Regions from separate parts of the Danio rerio genome. Here region 2 is linked to region 1. Evidence: chromatin contacts called from public HiChIP or PLAC-seq data. All regions are on one chromosome and are shown on one strand. The core of a region is the stretch at or near the end of the contact, and the rest is flanking DNA. Distances in the headings are between cores, read along the strand shown.

Region 1 (5,585 bases), core at 1,584-4,083:
TCATTTTACCTCGATCTGATTTATTGTATCAGACCATACAAGGAGAGAAAGCGAGAGAGAGCGAACTAAAAACCATCATAGATGAAGAATAACATCCGTATGTGTTAAAAAACAGCATTGTGGGAGGAGGATTTGGGTGAGAAGTACTTTATTATGCTATGAAATGACTGTGATTAAAGGAATAGTTCACCCAAAATGTATAATTTACTCACAATTTACTTGTTTTAAACCATTATGACTTTCTTTTGTCAAACACAAAAGAAGATATTTTGAAAAATGTTGGAAACCTGTAACCATTGACTTCCATTGTATTTGTTTTTCCTACTATGGAAGTCAATGGTTGCAGGATTTCATCTCTTCCTTTGTGTTCACGAAGATAAACTCATAAAGGTTTGGAACCACTTGCAAGTGAGTAAACTTACATTTTTGGGTGAACTATCCCTTTAAAAGATTATGAATCACACTTTATTTATTCTTTTTGATTTCTCCCCCGAAATCTTACTTTTAGAGTTATATCTGAAGTAGATTTGAGTGTTTCAGAAGGATTAAACGTCCACCGTAAATCACTTCAAGAGCTGCCAAGCCGCCCAATCAGCACCAATTAGGACTGGTCATGTGGTGTGATCTGTCCTCTTCAATCAGCTACAGACGGTGGGACACAGTTATAGGGATGCATTTCGAGAGAGAGATGAGAAGATGATGAAATGAAGGATGTGGTTGAACCCACATTAGAGTCCGAACATGACAGATAAATGGAGTGCTCGGCTTCTAGAAACACGCCAGTGCACTTGGAACTGGGAAATCAGTGAAGAGACGATCTGGATGTTTGTTGAGCAAAGGTTTGTGTTATGTTTTTGTTTTTTGATTTTCAGCTTCTTCCCCATGTCAATATGCTGCAGAAGTAGTCCACTGCATTTGTGCGCAGTGTCTCAAGTTTTCTCAGTACATTGCTATTTACTGTAAGTTGTTTAAGTCTGTGTGAAACTAATATTGAAAACGATGTTTATTTTGCTAGCACATACTGTTATTTATTAGGTGAACGATTAATAATAATCTTTAAAGTCTGACCATGTGCTTTCGCATTTTGGGGTGGTAGTCCTTCTCTGGTGATGTCAGTTTAAGGGCTTATGACACAACTGAAATTAAAGTAAGTAATGTGTATTTTATATAGCGCATTTATCGTGCATGGCCAAACCCAAATCGCTTCACAATCATTCAAGGGAGGTCTCCCCACTCCACCACCAGTGTGCAGCATCCACTTGGATGGTGTGACGGCAGGCACAGGACAACGGCGGCAGTGTGTTCACCACACACCAGCTATAGGGGGAGTGGTGAGATAGTGTTCGAGCCAATTTGGTGGATGAGAATGATTGGGAGGCCATGATGGGTAAGGACCGATGAAGGGAATTTAGCCAGGACACCAGGGTTACACTGCTACTCTTTATAAGAAGTGCCATTTTTAATGACCACAGGGAGTCAGGACCTCAATTTAACGTCTCATCCAAAAGACGGGGATCACTGGCAGTATAGTGTCCCCTCCGCTGTACTAGAGCATTAGGACTCAAACAAACCACAGTTTGAGCGCCTCCTGCTGGCCTCACTAACACCACTTCCAACAGCAACCTAATTGTCCAGTAACCTGTCTTGGGCTGCTTCCTAAAATGACTCAGTAATCTGGTTACAGTCATTATGAAGTTGATGAGACTTTTATTTCAGCATGTTGCTGTACTTCCAACTGAAACTGAATATTGAGCAGGTAACTGGGCATAATTCCCAGCGCCATAGCGAAGGTGGTGGGGAAAGGGTCCACGTGATAAGGGGCCGTCACAACACCAAAGTTGGCCCAGGGTAAACTTTGATTTGGCCCACCATCCCACATGCAGATTAGAATGATAGGGAGGGTTGGGGCGAATGCCTTTAACAGAGATCATAATTATTAATTTAATGTAACTTTTTTATTGTTGTTTTTTTATTCCTGATCTACAAAAACGAGCAAACTGAAAATAATTGTTTCAATTAAATGCTGTAAATGAGTTAAAACTATATTTACATAAATACTGTCACTCAATAGATCTAGGATAATCCAGAAAATATTGACGAGCAAACCATGGCAAAAAACAGGTGCAGCCTGACAAGTGTAACTCCATTCTGTTATATATGGGATTGTTTTTTTTACTGTAATAAGTTCATTATAAAATGTAAAAATATATAATGCATTAGGTAATATAAAGCAATGTTTTCTAAATATTTTTAAATATTAAATTAATTAGAAAATCACTAATGGCAACTTATTTACCTTTGGTCCACCACCCTCAAGCAAGTTTGGTTTTGGCCCTACATAATAAAAAGTTTGGACACCCCTGCTTCAAACTTTAGGACTTTAATTTTAAAGTCTCTAAACATTCACACTCATACCCTACGGACAATTTAGTTCATCCAATTTACCTAGCATTTGTCTTGGACTGTGGAGGAAACCGGAGTACCCGGAGGAAACCCATGCGAGACGGAGGGAACATGCAAACTCCACACAGAAACGCCAACTAGCCTATCCGGGAATCCAAGCAGTGATTTTCTGTTGTGAGGCGACAGTGCTAACCACTGAGCTACCATGCTGCCCTCCCTTAATTGATCACTTGATTGCATTGCCTATAAGTAAATATGCTTTGAATAAATCATTTTGTTCCATATAAAGGAAAGTTTTATATGCATGTGTGTAATATTGTGTGTAGCTAAGTTAAAGTACCAACCAAAGATGCTTCTGTCCAAAAGGAGTGGCCCCTTTAGAAATGGGGAAGCCGTTGATTTAATACATTTCCTGCCCAGATCTGTGGAGGCCAGATGTCTTCCTACTACGACAGATAAGGACCGTGTCAACATCCAAAAGCAGTCCAAACGCTCACAAGAAACAGGAAGCTGGAAACATTCTTAAGCTTGCTTATTCCTAATAGAAACCTCCAGAGGGTTCAGCTTTTATAATGAGGATTGAACAGTCACACTAAAGGACCTCTGTATGTACACTGTTAGACAATTTATTGTATTTTTGAGGTAACTTACTGGCAGCACCATTGCGGCACCGCAACTGCATCTTTAAAGTAACTTACCTGTAAACGTGTTTTACAGTAGCAGAGCCCTACCACAATTTAATTTTACAGTAAAATAGCCTTGAAATAAATTATTTTTATGGTAAAATGCACTTTACCACAATTTTAATTTTACAGCATGACTATTTTCACAGTACTCTAATTTTATTTACATTTTACACCAGCAGTACAGAATTTAAATTTTCAGTATTTACTATTGAATTTATTCAATTCTAAACAAGTGACAAGGTCATGTACAGCACTATTTTTATTATTCATTGTTATAATATCCATTTTAAATGGTTAACACAAGTAATTTTCATTCATCAATCTGTTTTAAATACATTTTGTGATACGATATGTTAATTAATTTTCATTTTTGTCTTCAACTACAGCAGTACTTGATTACTTTGAATACAGTAGACTACCGTAAATTCCTAATATGCAGTAAGTTACTGTAAAAGTTTTTTTAAAAATTCCAAAACAGTGTATTTTACAATAGTAAACTGTTTTAATGTACAGTATGTGGCATTTTACTGGGTGTTTTGCAGTAAATAACTGTAAAATAGCGGCAAAGTCTAACAGTGAAATATTATGTGATCGTGCAGCAAAAAAAATTAATTAATTTAAAAATAATCATTAATTAGCTATAATAATTAATTTAAAACAAAAATACCCATAAAACATCCATTAAAGAGGGTTAAACATTGGTTAGATTATTATTTATCATCATTACACCAATCAAACCCATTCTAAAGCTATTAAAGACTTTGAGCTACAAAGTGAGCTGTTCTTCAGTCAGTACAGGAAGCTGTATGTTATTAAAGTAACATGAAGCAAAGATCCCTGGTGTAAAATTTATTTTCGTTTCAAGTGTTCTAGCCTAAACATATGAGGTAGAAGTGCACTTTGCACCCTTCATCCGTCCTCTTTTTTTTCTCTCCCTCTCCTCTCTCTCTGTGACGATAACAGACTCTCCTGGGATCCTCCGACCTCTCCTCCCTTGGTGTGGCCTGAACTCTGACACATAACATTCTTGAACTTCTCTCAATCTATCCCTCAGCAAGGCTATCTAACCATCAGTGTGAGGCAAGGGAAAACTCCACGACCCTCACAGCTGTGACAACACACGCCTTCGTGGGGCCAACACCAGAAAACACCCTGCTGCAGTGGTTGGAAGTGTGGATATATATGTGTGTGTTTAATCTCTGACTTCTTGTGTCACACAATCCCCCAACACACACACATACATACACTGCATTTTCTACTGGAAAAACAGATATAGGTCTCTAAGTGTTTTAAAGATCGGTGAGCAAAGGTAAATGGTCAACAAAAAAGAAAGAATTACAATTTTAGACCCAATAATGAGCATTATTTCGCAGCTCTCTGGAATAATTGATTCTGATTGGTCATGCGTGACATTCCAAGGTTTGTTATTCTGTGATAACAATGACCTAGATGTACTTTTCCCATTGGTGATAACATGGAGAATGAATTTAATGTATTTAGTGATATTATTATTATTGTATATTCATTCATACGTTAAAGTCTCTTTATTATTTAGAGGTTGCACATGCTTTGTGCAGCGGATGCCCTTCCAGCCGCAACCTAACACTGGAAAACACCAATACATACTGTTTTACACACACACACATACACACTATGGCCAATTTTAGCGTATTCAATTCCCATACTGCATGTCTTAGGACGGTGGGGGAAACCCACGCAAACACAGTGAGAACATGCAAGCTGAGGCTTGAATCAGTTAGCTTAATGTGAGGCGATCATGCAACTCACTGTGCCACTGTGACGCCTTATTGTATATTATTATAATATAATAATATATTATTATTATTATTATTATTTTGTCAGGATCGAGTCTCCACAGCGGAATAAACCGCCAACTATGCATATGCAGCGGATATCCTAGTAGCCACTAGTTCTGGGAAACACCCATACACTAACATTAACATTCATACGTTCATTTTTGTCTGGAACTCTGGGATAATTGATTCTGATTGGTCACTCGTGACATTCCAAGGTATGTTATTCTTTGATAACCATGACCTGGATGTACTTTATCTCTTGGTGATAACAGGAATGAATATAGATGTATTCAGTGCTATTTTTTACAAACATATTTCCATTTGATATTGTTAATGTGCAGTCATAGATGATGCAGCTTGAAGAATAGGTGCTATATTTTTTAAGCAACTTAACATAAATATTGCTTAATCGAAGGCTATTATGTGACTTCATTCCAGGCTTCAAACACTTTGTACCACACATACATTTGCAAAAATAATAATTAAAAAAAATTAAAAAGAATCTTGATACTGTGCACAGTGCATTATACAATACAAATATGGATGCATAAGCAGTTATGGCCATAGGCTTACATTAGTAAATTCGCACAATTTTGAACCACTGAATTAAATAATGCTCTATTTTATTATTTCAGTTTGTAAAACATTAGTTGGTATCACGATAGCCTTCTTACAGATA
Region 2 (5,585 bases), core at 2,016-4,515, 400 kb before region 1:
ATTATTTAAAGTTATTACCCCATACCTCTACATTCAGCGATCTTATCTGCTGCATACTCGTGTTCCGAATTTTCGCTGTCATTTCGAACAGGCATTGACTTCCATTTACGAGTAACCCGGTCACATATTCAGTTTTGTGGGACGCTGTCAAAGAAATTGATACACGTTCAGAATGTGAAACTGATTGTTGCGGAGAGCTCATAATTCAAAGCTCTCGCTCTCTCAGTCTCACCTCAAACTCCGCTCCGTTCATCTGGACCACAGCAGATGCACTCACAAATCTTCATTTCTCCACTCACACAGCTCTGACATCGACTCTAAAGAAAATAAATGCTGCTTTAAGTAGAAAATCGGCCAGCATTTGCATGAGAATCACCGGCATCTGCTATGAAGGACAGGGAAGATATTAATCGGTCTGACTAACACAATCAAACGGCGCTTTCAGTGAGGAAGATGAGGTGAATTCATCTCGAGCGTGACCTCTTCACATCATCGTTTTTATCTCCGTGTTGAAGCGAAACAGCGGTTTGACCTGAGACGGCGTGTCGGCAGGGAGAAAACGGCTCATTCATGAACTGAAAAGCAGAGCAGTGCTACTGAAAACGACTGAATTAATCGAGTTTCAAGGAAAATGAGATCTATATTCTATCCATAATCTAACGGAAGCACCGCGAGTGTGCTTTTATATGTTTCAAGGGCGTTTTCAAACATTTCAGTATCCACAAAAGTTAGGGTACAAGTTCACCGGTGTACCAAATTAACGCTCACAAAAACCGCGTTCGCCTGAGGGTAACCATAGCAACAGTGGCTGCTCGAACACTTTCCATTAAGACCGGCCGGTACAAAGACGGTAATAGTCAACACATTATAGATTTGGTTGTTTTACACTTCACATGTAATCACAAAAAGGTGTCTAGCTCATCAAGATATTTATGGTTACTATTAATGACATAAAAAAACAAAAACAAATCAGCTTTAAAGCTAAATAAGGCTATTTTAGAATCACCTGGCTACAGGGGCATAGATGATATTTTAAAAGTGGGGGGACAGCTAAATGAGATCTGAAAGTTTAGTTTATTAATCAGCTGTTATAAATAGTCTGTGTCTAAGAGTGGACCCCTTGGTTGCTACACCGCTGCCCGGCTAGTTTTATAGAAACTGCACACAACATTATTACTAGCATAGCTTAATAAAGTAAATTAACACTACTTTGCTCTGCTTTTCCGATAAGCTATGGCAGGGGTGCCCAAACGTTTTTGTATGAAGGATCAAAAACCAAATATCATTGAGAGCCGTGGGCCGAAGTTAAATATGCCAAACTAGCCTATATTACATTAAAGTTGCTGTAGGTAATGTCCTATTTCTTCATAATATTTCAAAATTAATAGAAAACTTTACTTTAAATCATATTAACTAATGGAGTATACATTTTTAAATGATCATTTATTGCAATAAGTACAAACAATCACATTTATAGCACAGTGGAGCTCAATGCTGATAGTCAAGCAGAATCTGCCTCTGACTTGATTTGCTCACCAAAGTCTCTGCATTGTCAATGACAGTAGAACATTTAAACAATATCAGATTAATTTCCACCATTTAATTGAAACATTAAATTTCAGTTAGCTTTTATCTATAATTAAAACAAACAAAGGGTTACATTAAACCTGAGTTGACAATGTCTAAATCATCCCCATCACTCTCTCTCTCTCTTCTCAGATGGGATGGCGGGCCAACTTAAAGGTTACCTTGGGCAAACTTTGGCCCCCAGGCTCTAGTTTAGGCTTCACTGAAATAGGGAAACTTAATTGTAACAGACACTACCATTTGATTGTCTTCAAGTACCACTAATTTGTCTGATTGCTCTTACTGAGCAATGAGGCCCCTTTGAAAATGACTGTGAATAGGCTTTATTAATGTGTATGACATAATAGAAGTTTCTGCGCATTATATATCATGTAGTCTAAGTGAATTTCTCTTTGCTTAGCTTTTGTTTCATAACCCTTTTCAGAGTTATTGCATCTTTGGCTGCCTGACTGTCCATTTCGGTTGTAATCCTGTAAAGTAAACAGATGATCTCCTATTTTTTTCAGTATACATTCCACATTTAATCCACTGGCATTCTGCTAGTCTTGTGAGTCTAGCCAGATATGATGATGTCATGCATGCATGTTTTAAAAAAGCAGCATTTTCAGTGCCGCTAATCAGCATGTGTTATATGTAATGTGAATTAGTAATGCAAAATAAATGAATAATCAAGCAAGTGATTCGTTTCCCACAATGATACCATTGCCATGTTTTGCCGAGGCTGTGTGGATTCTTTTTTAAGTTTCTGACTTGATTATTTAACCAAAGTACAATTCACACTGCTGTGTAAAGGCCCCCTGCAGTGTCCCATAAGCCAGTGGTTTAAACATTGCTTATCTGAAAGCATTGTCACTTGTGTAGGTTTGACTCCCCTATGCATGGTAGAGTGTGATTACATTCTGTATGTTGTTCTGCTCACTGCGAGGCTTTGTAGTTTGTTCTCTTTGATGAGGCGCTGAGAGACAGAGGAGGCTGTAGAGCATCTCCAGATCACAGGCTCTTTAATCAATAAGGTTAACTACACAAAGCCAAGAGGACAAGTCTCCACTGGGTGCACACCCATCAACTTTACCTGCTTCCTTCTTTCCTTTACCTGACCAGATTCATGCAATTTGAATCAGATTCGTGAAGTGAATCAAAAGCCATCCTTTTTATTCCTCATAGCGTGAGCTTCCAAAGTAAGATTTGCACGCCAGTTAGGATTGTCAAAAAGCCTCTTGTCTTCTTGCGTATAGGGTCCCATGCTATTGATTTGATTATTTCAGTCAGGTGCATTAAGCGTTTCCTGAAGGGTAATTGGAGGGTATTATGTGCTTAAAGGGGGTTTGTTCCTCTTCTTTAGCCGCTGGCTCTCAGATAGATGTATACGTTTGAGGAGAAGCTAAGGGTCGAAACTCAATGGGGTGGCCACAAGAGACCCATGCTGAGTGCTTATCCTGCTTGCCCCAGTTAAATGCCTTGCTCAAGTGTGTTAGTTTTGGGGCCAATTTGGATTTGTGCTTGTATCTTCTTGGCTCGGGTTTTGAGGTCAGAGAGATTACCTTATCAGTACGCTCAGAGGAGACTCTGCAGCTATGAAAACAGCAATGTAAAGATCCTAAAGTATGGGCTATCTCATCATTCATCTCTCCCATTGTCCACCAGACAGCTAGTGTTTGCAGTAGAGCTAGTCTTTCTCGGGCTTTGACTGAATGTTAGGAGGAATGCTTGATGGATAGTCATGACCAACCCCCCTGGAAACCTCAGTATAGGCCCACATAGTTCAGTAGCACCATCTATTGATGAGAACATTGAAGCAATAGACCACAATGTCTGAACTGACCTAGGGTCCCATAGTGGATTACACAAAGACAGAGGGGCATTTGATGTGTTGTGAGTGTCTATGCATCAATGCTTTAAGAAATCAACAAGTCAATCTTACGATGGTGCCAGTCATTCTGACAACACTTTCAGTTTTATGTAACATTTTATCTCATCACTCACCTCTCTTATTGTCCACCAGGTATTTAGATTTTTTTGTGTGTGGAAAAGTTCCTTTTTTTCTAGCTTTCACTGAATGTTTGGTTATATTCTTGAAGGATAATCAATCCCCTTGCCACCTCAGAATGGCTTACCTACTAATGTATACTGTAAATTGTACAACGAAACACAATGTCCGAACTTACACATGGTTCCAGAGCAGTTTACAGTTTGAGGTTCGTGGGTCATTTATGAGACCATGCTCATTTTAGTTGCATGCCGAGTCACCAGCATGCACTACACCTCAAGAGAACCCCCTCTTCTATTCTCTCATGGTGGCATACGGGCTTGCCCCTATTTAGCTTAAGAGATTTTGACAAGTTGCGATGCATGCAGGCGGAATCCTTGACCTATTTCTTAATGAGTGAACAGTACAAATGCATTCGGGGCTGCCTTTGCAGTGCAAGGCTTTCCACCGTCCCCCCACCCCTCGCATACACAGACAGACTCTTGCATGATCATGCCCTGCAGGATGGGCCCTTGTCGAGAGAGTTCATCTGCTTCCTCTGTGCTAGTCTCATGTAATAATGTGTGTGTTCAACATTTGTTTGCTTTAACACATTGATCTCGCATTCTCTTTTGAAGCATTGACTGTTTACATAGTGCTCTCCACTGTCCAACTGTCACAACAAAGATCCCTATCACTCTTGACCCTTCTTGTTTATGTGAAGCGTCCCGCTGCAGCTTTTTAGACGCGTGAATGCATTCAAGTGTACCAAAGCAGAGCCAGATGTGGTTGCAATTGCAATTACTCTCTGAGATTAAAGTTTCGAGCCAGATTTAGAATCACACCGCATAAAAATTGGTATTTACTAGCCAAGTGTTTCTCAACCACGTTGCTGGAGGACCCCCAACGCTGCATGTTTTGGATGTCTCCTTTGTCTGTTACACCTATAACAGGTCTTTTAGTCTCTGCTAATGAGCTGATCATCTGAATCAGGTGTGTTTGGTTAAGGAGACATGAAAAATGTGCAGAGCTGGTTGGCCTCCAGGAACGTGGTTGAGAAACACAGTACTAGTTTACCTCAAAAGGCATTTTCAGCTGCCTGAATGGCTTCTTTGTCTATCTCTGTACATCCTTTATCAGGTTGTAAACAACCTGGCGTGATAATTTATCGTCTGCATTGGTGGATTAGGCATGGCGTTGATACGGTGACCTGACATTCGGCTACACTGTAATTAGGCCTGTGTTTTTTGCTGCAGCTAATTACCCTTGAACAGTTGGTGGACAGGCTCTCACTTGGAAGGTGCCAGTGTCCAGATTGGTCACAGAGAATTGTGGGTGTTGACGCATTTACAGCTCTAGAGAGTGGGCAACAGAAAGACACGAGTCAGTCATGCGCAGGTGCCGGTCATTCTGAAAATGCTGGCAGTTATTTAGCATTTTGTCTAAAAATATTAAACATATTCTTTTTGTGAGGTGCCACTAGCCATTCTACATTGCAGGATTCAACAGTCTATTGCCTTTGTTTTTGAGTAAACAGTTTTTTTAAGTAAATGTTCTTGTATTCTACAACAGTCCTACAGAGTTAGATTTAGAGAACCTTAAGGCACTTGTTGTGCTCTGTCTGTACACTTTGATCATCTGAAGTGCTGGTATTGCTCTCAGTAGCTTGTTGAGACCATTTTTGCCTATCTGAAATAGTGCTTCTTTCGTATGAGCAACTCAGAACACACAAGATAAAATCAATCGCCTCCTATTTCTTCAATACAAACTTAGATGCTCTGCTTCCATTTAATGAGTAATGCATGCTGTTCAGAAAGGGAACTTTGCTAGGCTGATGCTTTTGGTTGATTGGTCCATGTATGTGCTTACTTTTGGTTAGCTTTCATGACAAAGTTTTACCTCTTGAGACTTGGAGGAAAGTGTTTGAGCAGATTTTTTTTGTGAGAGAGAGTGGTTGAGAGAGCAAGACACATGTTGCTGTTTGTCCAGTCATGAGAGGCAAGAGTTCTCCAGTTAAACCCAACACTCCCCT

Evidence for each region. HiChIP or PLAC-seq counts read pairs in DNA pulled down with a chosen protein or histone mark.
Region 2: an H3K4me3 HiChIP or PLAC-seq map of embryo shows a contact between it and region 1, with 6 times the contacts expected there. The contact joins two enhancer-like sites. A contact is called at or near these places in 1 of 18 Hi-C or Micro-C datasets (hematopoietic stem cells) and 1 of 4 datasets of contacts at active chromatin or transcription factors (embryo).

What each region holds. Positions count from the first base shown.
Region 1 is chr23:35,481,284-35,486,868 of GRCz12tu, reverse strand. No RefSeq gene overlaps it. Among named protein-coding and RNA genes, the nearest start is that of cd34, 40 kb to the right of the region's middle. Within about 2 kb of position 2,833, at least 8 of the 62 cell types and tissues checked have an H3K27ac peak or open chromatin away from gene starts, as enhancers often do.
Region 2 is chr23:35,883,196-35,888,780 of GRCz12tu, reverse strand. The region is part of intron 8 of plxna2 (plexin A2); the gene reads left to right. Among named protein-coding and RNA genes, the nearest start is that of dre-mir-205, 350 kb to the left of the region's middle. Within about 2 kb of position 3,265, at least 5 of the 62 cell types and tissues checked have an H3K27ac peak or open chromatin away from gene starts, as enhancers often do.